2 separate regions of the Mus musculus genome follow, and region 2 is linked to region 1. The links are chromatin contacts, called in public HiChIP or PLAC-seq maps. All regions are on one chromosome and are shown on one strand. The core of a region is the stretch at or near the end of the contact, and the rest is flanking DNA. Distances in the headings are between cores, read along the strand shown.

What was found. HiChIP or PLAC-seq counts read pairs in DNA pulled down with a chosen protein or histone mark.
Region 2: an H3K27ac HiChIP or PLAC-seq map of the NIH/3T3 cell line shows a contact between it and region 1, with 4 times the contacts expected there. The contact joins two enhancer-like sites. A contact is called at or near these places in 2 of 15 datasets of contacts at CTCF or cohesin (the NIH/3T3 cell line and pro-B cells), 11 of 484 Hi-C or Micro-C datasets (the C2C12 cell line, the C3H10T1/2 cell line, the HL-1 cell line and 7 more) and 4 of 115 datasets of contacts at active chromatin or transcription factors (the NIH/3T3 cell line, astrocytes, fibro-adipogenic progenitors and 1 more).

The regions. Positions count from the first base shown.
Region 1 is chr12:79,349,060-79,355,678 of GRCm38.p6, forward strand. All of the region lies in intron 7 of Rad51b (RAD51 paralog B), which reads left to right. Among named protein-coding and RNA genes, the nearest start is that of Rad51b, 55 kb to the left of the region's middle. Within about 2 kb of position 3,707, at least 100 of the 459 cell types and tissues checked have an H3K27ac peak or open chromatin away from gene starts, as enhancers often do. A contact at or near this core is called in the C2C12 cell line, the HL-1 cell line, the NIH/3T3 cell line and 3 more, where this site is marked.
Region 2 is chr12:79,485,278-79,492,400 of GRCm38.p6, forward strand. All of the region lies in intron 7 of Rad51b (RAD51 paralog B), which reads left to right. Among named protein-coding and RNA genes, the nearest start is that of Rad51b, 190 kb to the left of the region's middle. Within about 2 kb of position 3,769, at least 102 of the 459 cell types and tissues checked have an H3K27ac peak or open chromatin away from gene starts, as enhancers often do. A contact at or near this core is called in the C2C12 cell line, the HL-1 cell line, the NIH/3T3 cell line and 3 more, where this site is marked.

The sequences.
Region 1 (6,619 bases), core at 2,457-4,956:
AGGCTGCCAGAAGTGCAAGGCCAGGTTGGGCCTTTCAGAAAGGCCAAAGGAGAGACCAGGAAGAGAGGCACCTTCTGAACCGAAGCAAAGCAAAAATGAACCAAACCACAACCCCCAAAACACGCATTCATTGAGTGCCAGGGTTATTATATTCAAAAATATAAATTAGGAAATAAACACCATTTCAGACCCTTAAATGCATACTATTTTCCAAAGAACAAAAATGGAATCTTTAAAGAATCTTTGGAATCTTTAAAGAACAGAAAGTTTAAAAGTAGGTAGAGATTTTTTTTGTTGTTGTTTTGTTTGTCTGTTTGTTTCTCTTACATCCCACCCAGGCAGTGTTGATTCTCCTGCCTTTCCTTCCCAAGGCCTGGGATCGCAGTTCTGCACCACCATGCACAGTTGGTGCCGTGATGGGGATTGAAATCATGCTTAGCAAATACTAAGCTCTCGGCCCCTAACATAGTTTATTGGGATATTCTTCACATGGCATGTGAAGTCACCTCACCAGAGTGTGTCATCGCATTGTGAAGGATAGTCACAGATGGTGCGGGTGTCACTACTCCCTAAGCCAAATTTTCCTTACTGCCCAAAGCAGCCCAGGCCCCAACAGCAGGTAAGTCTCCATTTTTACCTCCCCACAGCCTTTGCAAACAAGTTATGTCTCTATAGATTTGCCTGTTCTGGAAAATTCACAAAAATGGAACCAGACAACATGTCTTCTGTGATTGATTTCTTTCATTAAACATAATGTTAATTTAAAATTTGTCTATGTAGTAGCATGCTCTCAGTACTTGATCTTTTTTTGTTTTGTTTTGTTTTGTTTTTTTGAAACAGGGTTTCTCTGTATAGCCCTGGCTGTCCTGGAACTCACTTTGTAGACCAGGCTGGCCTCGAACTCATAAATCTGCCTGCCTTTGCCTCCCAAGTGCTGGGATTAAAGGCATGCGCCACCATGCCTGGCTGATCATTTTTTTATTACAAAATGATATGCCGTTGTACGAACAGACTTCATGTTATTTCTCTACTCACCAATTGATTGACATTTGTTTTTGGGGTATTATATACATCCATGTTCAAGCTTTTGCACACAGACATGCTTTTATTTCTCTTGATTATCTATCCAGGAGTAGAATTTCTGTATTCAACATTTGAGGATGTGTGAAGTCATCTTCCAAAGTGGCTTTAACCATTGCAATCCTGCCAATACTAAAGCAGTGTCTCATCTCTGCACATCTTCATTAGCACTTACTGTTGCCTAAAAGATTACCACCATAACTTATTAGTGGGTATGAGGTAGTCATCTCATTGTAGTTTTTATTTGCATTTCCTAGTGCCTGCTCTGTTTACATTGGCAGTCATTTTATGTGCTCACTGGCCATTTGTATATCTTTTATTTTTGAGAATATGTTTAAATTTTTGTTTATTTATAGTTGGTTGTCTACATTATTAAGAACACATTATAAATTAGATACAAGCCTCTTATGAAATAATCATCTTTCCCATCTTTCTGCTTTTGACAGAGTATTTTTACATTTATTCATTTTGAATGTGTGCATGCGTGTTTGTCTGTGTGTGAGCATGCACATGTGTGCATGTACCTACACATGACATTGTGCACAGTGGAGGTCAAAGGACCACTTTTTGTAGTGGATTGTCTCCCTCTAATATGGGTAGGTGGGACTGAACTCAGATCACCAATCTCAGTAGCAAGCCCCTTTACCTGTTGAGCCATCTCACTAGAACTACTTTGTTTTAAAAATTTTTTCTTTTGAGTATTTCATACATTTACAATGTAATTTGATTATAGGCCCCCCATTGCCCCCCTATCTCACACACCCTCACAGAACCTGTTTGCTGACACAAGGTGCATTAGAAATATAATGATTGACCTTGTATTAGTAGGTTGTTAGAGACAGGATAACAGTCGTCTCTACTGAGTTTGGGATGTAACACAATTATAAGGAGCCTACATGAACAGAAACTACTAAGTGAAACTTAGTAACCTCTAGCACATAGCACCATTATCCTGAATGCTAGGGATTGGGGCAGTTAGAAAAGAATGGCTGGCCGGGCGGTAATGGTGCACGCCTTTAATCCCAGCACTTGGGAGGCAGAGGCAGGTGGATTTCTGAGTTCGAGGCCAGCGTGGTCTACAGAGTGAGTTCCAGGACAGCCTGGGCTACACAGAGAAACCCTGTCTTGAAACAAGCAAGCAAGCAAGCAAGCAAACAAACAAACAAACAAACAAAAAGAATGGCTGTTTTCTCCTTTTGTGGCACAGGCAAGAGATACTGTTAGAAATGTTGCTAAGAAGTGAAACCATTCAGAAGGACAAAGTGGTTCTAGCAGGAACCACTGTTGCGTCAACCTCAGAGACTCCCTTACAGGAGTTGAGGATCATAGCTGCTGCTGCTGTTCCTTTCCTATAGGAGCAGATGAGTATCAGGACTGTCATTTAGGTTCATATTTTAACAGGCTGGGATAGGTGGGAAAAAGTGGAGTGTGTCTCTGGCGTGGTGTGAGCGGAGATGTTTCTTCATTGAGAGCTGGATTGCTGTGATGCGTGTGGAACTGCACACAGAGATGGTGGCGTGCCCACCCATTGGCTATTCTCTTGTAGTATGTCAGGCTGCTGTTCTTAGTCCCCTTGCCACACCTTTAGCCTGATGTTCAAACACTGGCAATCAGGATGTGTTTAATGTTGATCGAGGTAAATAAAGATTGAACATGGTGGGCTAGTTAGAGGCACAACGAGTGCGCTCTCTCTCTCTCTCTCTCTCTCTCTCTCTCTCTCTTTCTCCTTAGCAGTTGAATGTTAACAGACCGTTGAAGAAGTTGTTCTTTTTCCTCAAGAGCTTCCCGTCAGCTAGCCCAGCAGCATGGTCAGTGTGGACTTGTGACTCTGGCTTTTCAGTTGTGTTACAGGAAAAGGTACTAGCCATCTGTGTGCTGCAGTTCTTTAAAATACATATTTTCAATCCTTCAGCTGGTGGTGGAAAACATCTCAGCAGCTCCTGGGGCTGAGGCAGGAGGATTGTGGATATAAGACAGGCCCGGGGTATATAACAAGAGCCTGTCTCAAAATCAAATAAGATAAGAGAGGGATGGAGGAAGGGAGGGAAAAAGAGGAAGACAGACAGATATCCCTTTGATTGGAGTCTTGTGACCTGCTTAAACTCTTCTGGCACTTTCTCTTTGACGCCTGTCCACACCCAGGAAGATATCTTAGATTGCCCTCTAGTTATCTTAGTCATGTGCTTTGAGCAGTGAAGGCATGAGTCAGAGAAGGCTTATGCTAATGATTTTTTGGGAGGGGGTTCCTGCAATCTTATTTAGAGTTCGAAATGGCACTAACTGACATTTTTGCTCCTTTGAGAAATTTGTAACTGAGTGTTGCATAAGGCTGACATAATTGAGGGTGTAGGCTTCCTTTAGAACACAGCCCCCAGGAGACTGTTCAGTACAGAATGTAAAGATGCTAAGATGATAGTGGAACTCTTGGCTGCCAAGTCATAGGACTGTCTCTTCCAGTTTACCAGTTTATGTATAGTCTGCTGTGTAGATGATGCTGGTCTTCAGAACCCCTCCCCCCTCTGGTTTTTTTTTTTTTTTGGCTGTTATGTCCTGTTGGCACTTGTGGTTAAGAATAAATAGCTCAGACCCTGTTAAACTGCACTTGCTTGTCCAGACTAAAGGTCAGCTGTGTGTGACTAAGGAAATTGTCTGCATTTTATCTAGTGTTATGAGGTGGTGAGAAGGCTATTGTATTGATTGCAGGCTAGGGAGATAATTTGTAAACACGGCTTGGGGATAGGAAGAGGTGTCTTAGATAAGAAAAGCAGTGATCAAAGGATCTGTATTTGCTGTTGATCAGCTCTAACTGTGAAGCATCTGGGGCGTTGGGCTGTAAATTGAGAGATTAGCTGAGAATCATTGACTTAATACTCAGCCGGTTGCTGTGAGCTGAGAGCAAGTCAGCCATGTTCCTTGTCTTTAGGGACTTAGACTTGCTGAGACAACAGAGGCAATTACTTAAAACCCATGTTGAAGTGAAGGCTTTCTCTTTTAGAATCCTCTTTCCAGTGTGAAGCAGAGACAACAGGGAGCATGGGAGAAACGACAGCAAGCCTATTTTAGGTACATGTCTGTACCCTGCATGTGATACGGGTCACATTGCCCTGGGAAATAAGCTTTAGAAATGGTAAAATAGTTGTGTGTCTGTAGTACAGATGCCGTGTAAAATCCCTTATCAGACACAAGACTGACAATATAAGAGGAATACTAAATTCCTTAAAAGAAATCTCAGTAGCTGTGGATAAAACCAAAAAATTTTTTTAAATGGCAAAAGTGAAATTTTTTAATAAAAAGGCATAAATTCAGAATACTGATGACAACCGGGCAGCTGCCTGGTGGGAAGATGGCTTCTACTGCCCCCGTTGTGTCTCGTCTTCTGGGGCTACTGGAGTGCAGCAGCTGTGTAGAAAGCAGCAACATTCACGTCAGCATGTTCTAGTCACTGAATGTGTGAGACCAGCGTCTGACAGTGTTGTTTGCTTGGTGAAGGTCACTTCTTGGTGATTGTGCTTTGGTGTGTCTGTCTCCAGCATGGTTATTTACACCTTCAAGACCTAATCTAGCCAGGCACTGTCAAAGCTTCATAGACAGATACCATCACTCTGTAGATTAGGGTTTCAACAGAGAATTTTGGGAGAGATGTAAAATTTTAGTCCACAGCAAATTATCAGATTAGAGATATTCCACCCACCCCCCATCTTCCTTTCTTATTGCTGGGAATTATCTCTAGGGTCCTGGCATGCCACTGAGTTACATTAATAGCTTTCTAGACAGAAAAAGTGCTAATTAAAAGAGTAGTTGGCAGGTTCATAGGCACGCATTTCATAGCCATGCCTTGTAACCTACACAGTGTGTGTGTGTGTGTGTGTGTGTGTGTGTGTGTATTCTTTTGCATTTATCAAATGTTTTATTTTTATTTTTTAAAGTCATGGTGTTTTGCTGGTTAAATATATTCCAACTTGAATCGTTTTAGAACTTTTGCTTATGTTAAGTTGCAGGAGAAAGCACTGGAGATGCTGGCTTAGCCAAACTATCATCTCTTACATTCCCACTTTATTCAGCCATTCACTTTTTTACTGTAACTTTCTTGAAGCCAAGTTACAGTCAAATGAAGGAAACATGTTAATAAAACCGTAAGTGTGAGGAGTGGAAAGAGATAGATTAAGAAAGAGAGAGTTGTCATCTGGGAAACACAACACCAGTGAGGTAGAGACCTTTCCCACGGTCTGTGTCCCGTGTCTGCCCCAGGTTTCCATTACTCCACTCAGACCCATTGTCCAGGTCAAAAGCGTTCTAGCTGGTCTGGCCCCCGACATTTAAGTATTCATTACCTCAGTCAGTGCATGCATATCTGTATTTAATGATGTTTGTGCTTGCTTACTTAGGGCTTTTAAACTCTTTGCCGTTTTAGAATTCAGGGTCATCAGTGTGTGTATGTGGGATAAACCCCCAACCAAACAGAAAACTATGATTTCCCCTTTCATCTGTGTCCCATGTTATACCAATGTTCCCTGAAAATAGCAACAGTTTTCTGGGAAAGGTCCCGACTGAGGCTGTTCTCACCCTTTACCCCGGCTCTCCAATTCATGTTTCCATCTTCCAGTGTGGTCATGTGCTTGCCCAAGCCTGGCTTGTGAACCGTGGAGGATATTCGTGGGGTTTTGTTTTTTAAGCCATACACTGTGCACATGATGCAGTATTTAATTTGGAACGAGCTCCAAGTTGAGTCACACGTGCTTCTTGTGGTGTTTATCTTGGAGTCCACATGTAGGAGGAAAGTATTTTTGCATTTTATACATCTGGACACTGTTCATGGTCTTTCTGTGACTTGGGAATTGTGTGTGGGGCAAAATCCAAGGAATAGTATTAAAATAACACGGAGTTATAATGAGGTCCGAGTGCAGCCCCTCAGGAGTACCCTTCTGATCCCCGCAGAGTTTGACTTTGGACGTGGTGAACTTTTTCAGCTGTGTGGTTCACTGGTGGCCTGAGTAGATTGGTGGACTATAAATTACCCGACACCCTCCCATGCAGTCCGTGTGCTGCTAGACATGAAGTCTAAACGTCTTTGGCAAATTTGGTTCTTTAAGGGGAGTGTTTTGACTTGATTTTGTATGGGGCAAGATAGGCAAACTGAGTTCTGCTCACGGCTGCCCTGCCTGCTAATCCACTGCACCTTATGAGACTTTTTAGGGTCTCTCATTGATCTTCTGCTCCTCCCTCAGTTCATGCATCCAGAACTACAGTGACCCCGAGACCATCTCAGGCTGTGTGTGAGGGTTGAGGGCGATGGAGGTGATGGTGGTGTCCGTCGTGTCTGCTGACTTTATCCTTTTTATGATCTCACACAGGAGGTTGTCATTTAAAACAGGGTAAATGTGATGTGGTTGCTCCAGTGCCAGGTTTTGGGTAGGGGTCTGCTAGAATAGGGCAGGTGAGAAGAGCGTATAGAATGTTGCTGCTCTGAGTGAGATTGCATACGGACAGTGGATAGGGTTGCTTCTTTGTCCCTCAGCCTGGTTTCCTTTAGTATCTGCAT
Region 2 (7,123 bases), core at 2,519-5,018, 140 kb after region 1:
AGTCAACCCCGCTCCAGTCCAAAGATTATTTATTGTAAGTACAGTGTCACTGTCTTCAGAAGCATCAGAAGAGGGCGTCAGATATCATTACAGATGGTTGTGAGTCACCATGTGGTTGCTAGGATTTGAACTCAAGACCTTCTGAAGAGCAGTCAGTGCTCTTACCCACAGAGCCATCTTGCCAGCCCCCTCCCCCCCATCAAATATTTATAAAACCAGAGGAAATGTGTTAACTCTTTTACATTTATTCATTTTAAAATATATGTAAAGAATACGTATACATTTTAATATACTCTAAAGAATTTATGTTATTCTTCTACATTTGTACTGAGGCCCTGTTCCTAATGTGAGAGTGAAGGTCAGAGGATAATCTGCGGTTTCCTTCTACCATGAGAGTTTCTTGGAATTCCATTTAGGTCGTCAAGCTTGGCTGCATGCCCCCTTCTCAGCGAGCCATCTGGAAAGTCCATTAAGAAGTAGTTTATGAACTCCTCCATCTAACTCATATATGTGTGATGTGCATGTATGTTGTAGGCACATATATGTGGAGGTCCAAAGTTGGCTTCAGGTTACTCCACTGTTTTGAGGCAGAGTCTCTGTGCTTATTAAGTCAAACTAGTGTAGCTACCTAGCTTGATCCAGGGATTCCCCCTCCTCAGGAATTCTGGGATTAAAAGCAGCCACCAACTTTCCTGGCTTAAGATTTATTTTAATTATGTATCTGTGTTTTGGAATGTGCACATGTGCAGGTCCCTTTGTATGTCTGAAGAAGACCTTGGAGACCTGGAGCTGGAGTTATAGGCAGTTGTGAACCTGCTGTGGGTGCTGGGAACTGAAGTTGGATCCTCTGGAAGAGCAGCAACAGCTCTTAACTGCTGAACCATCTCTCAGCCCCTGCCTAGCAGTTATGTAGGTTCTGGGGTTGAAACTCTCCTCCTCATGCTTGTTGGATGAGGGCTTTATTCTCAGAGCATCTTCCCCAGCCTTCCGTATAAGTCTTGATTACTATCCAGGCATCATAGCCCATGCCCTAATCTCAGCACCTAGATGACAGAGGAAGGAGACTCAGCAGTTCTAGGTCATCCTTACTACATAAGTTCAAGGCCAATAGTCAGCTACATGAGCTCTTTCTGACCTCTTCCCCCTAAATTCATGAATAATAGCATGGGTTTTACTGAGTGCTTGTTATATTTTCAGTACTTTTCTAAGTACTACATGGGCTCTAATTCCTCTGAACCTCCAGAAACTCAATGTTTCTGCTTCACTGCAGCAATATTACCTTCAGAAAGACCACACATTTTATGTGTAGAACACGTTCGTTCTGGAGCCTGCTGTTAATCACTATTGTGCTGTCTTTCACGTAGGATGCTGACAGAGAGCCTTATCCTCAAATAGCAAAGTGCAATAATTATTTAATTGTAGAAAATATAATCAGGTATTTTAGGGGGGGAGAGTCAGACCATTTAAAATAAATCTCTGTGTGAGAAAGGCTTTTCAACATATAAAACTTACACACCATAAAATGCAATATAATCAAATGCTTAAGGAGATTAATGTATAGCTAGAAAATCCATTATAAGCTGAGTCAAATGGCAAATGAAAATCTGGAAAAAATATCACAGACCATGGACTTCTTTTTCTAGTGCATAAAGAACATCTCCAAATAAGCAAAAAAATGATGACCAAACTTAGACCAAAACTTGGTTAAAAACTAGAGATAAATCACAGAAAAATAAAAACAAATGTATTTTAAACTTTTGAAAAACATGCTACCTTCTTTCATAGAGCTAAAAATTCAAATATCATTTGATAATAAATAAATATTCATTGATTACATTATTGAAGATCCTTAAATTTTGTTCAGGTCTGAGTTGGCTTAAGTTTAGTACCACACTATTGATAGAATGCTAAATTGTTTTATATTTTGTGGACATTTTATTAACTTTAAAAGTATGTATCCTTTCACTAAATAATCTACCTTAAGGAGTTTTTTTTTCCATTTTACTCTCATTTAAATAATATTCCTGGTATTAGTATAAGTATTATACCATTTCGTAGGATAGCAGAGGAACTGGGGGAGGGGCGGAGACCATCAACATGGGATTGACCAAATAAATTGGTCTGTATCATAGAATAGTGCAGAAAATTTTATTAAAAGAACATAGGCTTTTTACATTAGTAATGAAACAAAATCCAAGGTGCCTTGTAAATAAAGCACACCAAAAGCAAAACACCAACATGCCAGCCTAAGTTGCACTTTTTTTTTTTTAAATAGATCGCTTCTGTTTCTTAAAAGATTATTCCAGCATTGAGAAATGATATCTGGAAACACATGACAACAGAGGCTCCTCTGCACTGCCAGTCTCCTCATAGTTTATCGCATGTCCAGACACTGCCTGTTCCCCTAAAAGAAAATTAACCACATCCGTGTAAGCAATTTAACCTTTTGAAAAGTGGGATTATAATCAACTCCTGGTGGCATTTGAAAGGTTTTACTGAAAAGACCTTTACGCACATGAAACAGCGTGGGGTTTCATTTACACTTCTTGGACAGCCAGCTCTGCTGGCCCTGTTGTGATCTGACTCAGTGTTCCTGCAGGTTCTGAGTATCTCATAACAATGCATTAACTCCCTGGGTTCCATGATTAGTAGGCCGTGGGCTGGGGACCTGTACCATGATAGTTATATTATCTGGCACAAGTAGACGTTTGAAAGGTGGAAGTCCTTTTCTCAATTTAGAAGAAGTGTAATTTTTAGTGGAAGTGCATCTTATAATAAGTATACATGAAAAGTGGTGCCTTCATTTTGGAAATGTCTCAATGGAGCCAGAAATCCTGCCTGATGTAGGTTCAGCCTTGTTTTTCCCGTTCTTCCCGATGCTCCGTGAGGCAACTGAGGAAACAGGGTCATCACAGTAAGTCAAGCCTCTGCATTCCTGACGGCAGAGCACGAGTGTTAGGAACCCCCTTTTTTTCAACAGCAGATTGCTGCGATGCGGTACCTTCTGATTTCTAATGAGACACGAAGGCCTCTGTGTACAAGACAGTTTCGCACTTAGATGCTGACGGCTTTGTTCTCTGAGGCCATAGAGGTTATTTTTCCTAAGTTGGAAGAGTAGACTAGCTTCTTGGTGTACACTGAGTTTGCAAGTTTTTTTTTCTTTTTCTTTTCTCTTTTCTTTTTTGTTCTTGCTGATGTTCTTTTTTAATGATGAATAGCCCTTGAAATTCTGTAATACTAAAGGGGAAAGTCAGGTTGTCTTATTCTCATTTCAAAGATGAGATGGATGTACAGTTGAAAGAGATTATGCAACTTTCTCAAGCTCTCATGGAAAACAGGTGACAAAGCTAAATTTTCCCACACAATGTCATATTGGGATGAGAAATGCATCCTCCTTAGCGTATTACATCAATGAATCGTGTGCTTTGAGAAGCACTCGGGCCAGCGGGAACATCGCTGAACCTCATCCCAGGCACACGAGAAAAACGGTCTAAATCTAGGCCTGTGTTGTTCATTCATGTACATAGCATTCAGAACAAAGTCAGTTCTACATCAGGCCCTTGGAATCGCAGGCCGTCAGGGAGTGAGAAATTGATTGTCTTCTGTTACTTCTCCTTTTTAATCCCCTCATTTTCTCTGGTTGGTGTTCTTAGATGCCAGAGGCCAGTCGCTGCTGCCAGATGACTGGGCTCTGCTGGCTCATCAAGGGGCCGTGGCAGCACTTGTTTCCATGAGAGCTGGAAGACCAGATGCAATGGAAAAAGCACAGGCCGTTGTTTCTAAGTAGCTGGCAGTGTGATTCACAGTGGCCTGTATAATGTGAATGGAATCTGATAGCTCTTGGAACCGGGCTTCATGAGTAAAGTTACCGTGTTGGCAAGCTGAGCAGAGGCGGAGTGCTTGGTTAACATGTTCATATCCGGGCTTTTAGGAATAATCTGTGCAGTTTAACTTCAGCTCTTTCGGGTTTCCAAGTAGACTAGATATTCCTGAAAGGGGTATTGCCCAATTTCTAGGTGTATTTAAGGGATGTGATTTTTGAAGGCAAATTCCTTTTTGTGTGACAAGTAAATTAACATTAAACATCATGTATTCTGCCATGAAATTCAGTGGTAGGTTGTTCTTAGGACTCCATTTCTAGACATGCGTGGTGGCTTATGCCTTTGGTCCTAAGGCTGAGATGGCTGAGGCAGGAGGGCCTAGGAGTTCATGATAACATAACCAAGCCTTGTCTCAGCAAGGCAAAGCAAAAGGACAGTGAATCCTTCTACTTCTAAAGAAGCCCGTTCTCAGAGTCATTTAAAAGGTGTAAGAAATATAGTAGGCCCCAGGGGTCTCATGAGGGCAAATGAAAATAGAGTTTTCAAAGTAGTTGTAAACTAACAATGGAGTCACAGCAGCATAATAACTCATAATAATTCAGATGTTTTCCCAGGGATTTTCTGACTTTGACATAATAATTATGAATAAATGGTGGCTGCATTATATACACCTGTGTTTTGTAGTCATGTAGTTTCTTTATGCTAATGTTGTTGTTCCCTATAGTAACAACAAAAATATGTTCATTAGACTATAAATATTCATATTCATCCTTAGTCCTTTCCTTGTCTATCAAGCTCTATCCAGCCTTAATTCCTAATGCATTTACTGCCTTTTTTTGTTGTTGTTGTCATTTATTGTCTTTTTCTGGGTAATCACTTTGCTCTTTTGTGTGGCGGGGGGAGGGGAACTCTGGATAATTGCAAATGTCTTGCTATCCTTATGGACTAATCTGTGTTCTGTCCGCCTACATCATCACAGGCTTTATTGTGAGTCGCAGTCAGAAGAGTTCTAGGCAAATGAGAAGGGTTTTATGTTGCGACACCTCCATCAGTCTCGATTGCTGAGCTGAAGAAGAGGCTGTGCAGTGACTCTTGTGACAGCGGAGGTGCTCTGAACTCCCTGGATGGATGCCTCACCTCCAGCATCTGCTCCATCCCCAGAAGCGAGCAGCTTGTTTTCCAATCAAGGCGTACTCTGCAATTCGACCCTTTTTTTTGGAAATTAGGTATACTTTCCAGCATATATGCTTAGAGGCCCTTGGGTATTTGAACCATTTCCTAGTCTACTTTCCCAGACATAAGAGATACCATGTGTGAAGTATGTGGAATGAAAATGTCAAGGTGTTTGGGTGGGTTCTTTCTACAGAAAATATATTTGCTTATTGCAGTTTCTCTGCGAAGACTTTAAAGTGATTTAAGGACAGTTTAAAATCACCTCTTTAGAGCTGAAATAATTTATGTCTGCTGTGTAAATAGAACCTTCCAGAGTATGAACCGATGAGCCACCTCAACTCCCACCTCTTTTATGAAGCCTTCCTCAGTGCCCTTGTTAATAAGAAGAGTAGTCATCCTCTGCTTGCCTTTCCCAAAACACATTGACCTTTCCTGAGCGTGGTAATATCATAGCCCAGTCGACCTTGAACTCCAGTTCTTTCATCTCTTTCTCGTTCACTTTTGAAATTAGAGAAGGGCTTTTGTTAGGCTCATGCCCCCCCCTCCGCCCCAGCTATACATCCCAACTGTTGTACTACCCCATGCCCACCCTACCTGGGTTCCCCTCTGCCTATTGCCTCCTCAGTGCTGCGATTATATGATCTTAAAAGCAATTGCCATCCACATACTGTGGAATGATTCATTTATGTAGCTGTCTCTTCTATTACACTCTGAATTCCATGGGGACAGAGCCATGCTTCTCCACCTGTGTTTCCCAGGGCCAGGCGTGGTGCTGGCACACAGAATTACGTTTCTATTGGATGAATGCTGGACTTTATTCATCTTGCGTATATATGGATTTGGAAAGGCAAAAGCCCATTTTCCACAGTTAACTGTACTGCAAAACAGTTTGAGGAAACTATTGCATCTTATAGTAACATATCCATGTACATCTCTGGAGAGCTGTGAATGCCAGTGTATTCCACTTCATTACATTTATCTTTCATGGCAGGAAAGTTATGTTTGTTTCCTTTTACTTTAAAACCCAAATTTGGTAGTCTGTCATTTCTTGTAGAAGGTTAAAAGTTGATTCAATTAAACTTTTTTTTTGAATTCCCATTATATCTAGTGATAGAACTGCCTGTCAAGTGGCCTGTTCTACCATTTTCCACCTAAGAAATGTAAGCAGCCTGTGTCTTGGCATCACACCTAATGCCCAAGTTCCCACCATAGCGCCTAGAGAGTATGAGAGGTGATCAATAAGTATCTACTGAATAAAATGTATCTATGAACAATTAGAAAAACCTATAGAATTTCTTCAGAGTAGAAGTTGGTTTTACTGTTTGGGAAGGGTTGGTGGGGTCCAATGAATTTTCAGCTTCAAACAGCTGGAACTGCTTGAATATGATATTGCAGACTTAGCATGTGAGTCTGGCATTAGTTGTACCCCCGTCCCTCCCCAAATTGATACTGCTTCCTTTGTTTAGGAGCTTAATATTACTTCTTTTTGTATCGCTTAAACATTTCCCTAGAGAAACAGACCTTCAGAAAAGGTAACATAAGGAGACACCAACTGGATCCCCAAAGCTCCCCAGCCAGTGCATCTTTTGTAAGTCACATCAAATAGGGTAGCTGCGCAGGATTCCCTGTGAAGGGCTTAGAGATGTTCGTTATCTCTGTTCTTTAAGGAAATGACTTTGTAAAAATATATTACTGTCAAGCAAGTAATTGTCTTATTCTCAGCAACATGAAGCATTTTAACCTCTCAAGATGATTTTAGTAACTCTCTGTTTTGAAATGTAGTAAGTAGTTTGTCATTGAAATATTTTTTTACCCCAAATATAACTGCCTAGTTATGAGGTCTTCTCTTGGATGGGATGAAGCAAGGTACTCAGAACTGTCTGCTACATTAAACCTTTCTCCTGTGGTCTCAAGGCCCTGGTCTGCTTTGGGGGAAAACTACAGAAAGATCTCTTGGCAGTGGATCTTAGAGACCACCATTTTGGAACTTTCGTTTCACCGGTGAAGAAACTGAAGTCTTGAAGTCTTAAGTGACTTGCATCAGGTCACACAACCCGCCGTTGGTCTCTTGAGAACTAGCTCAATCCTGGCTTTTCTGGTATGACTCATAGGACTTTCTTTGTAGAGAG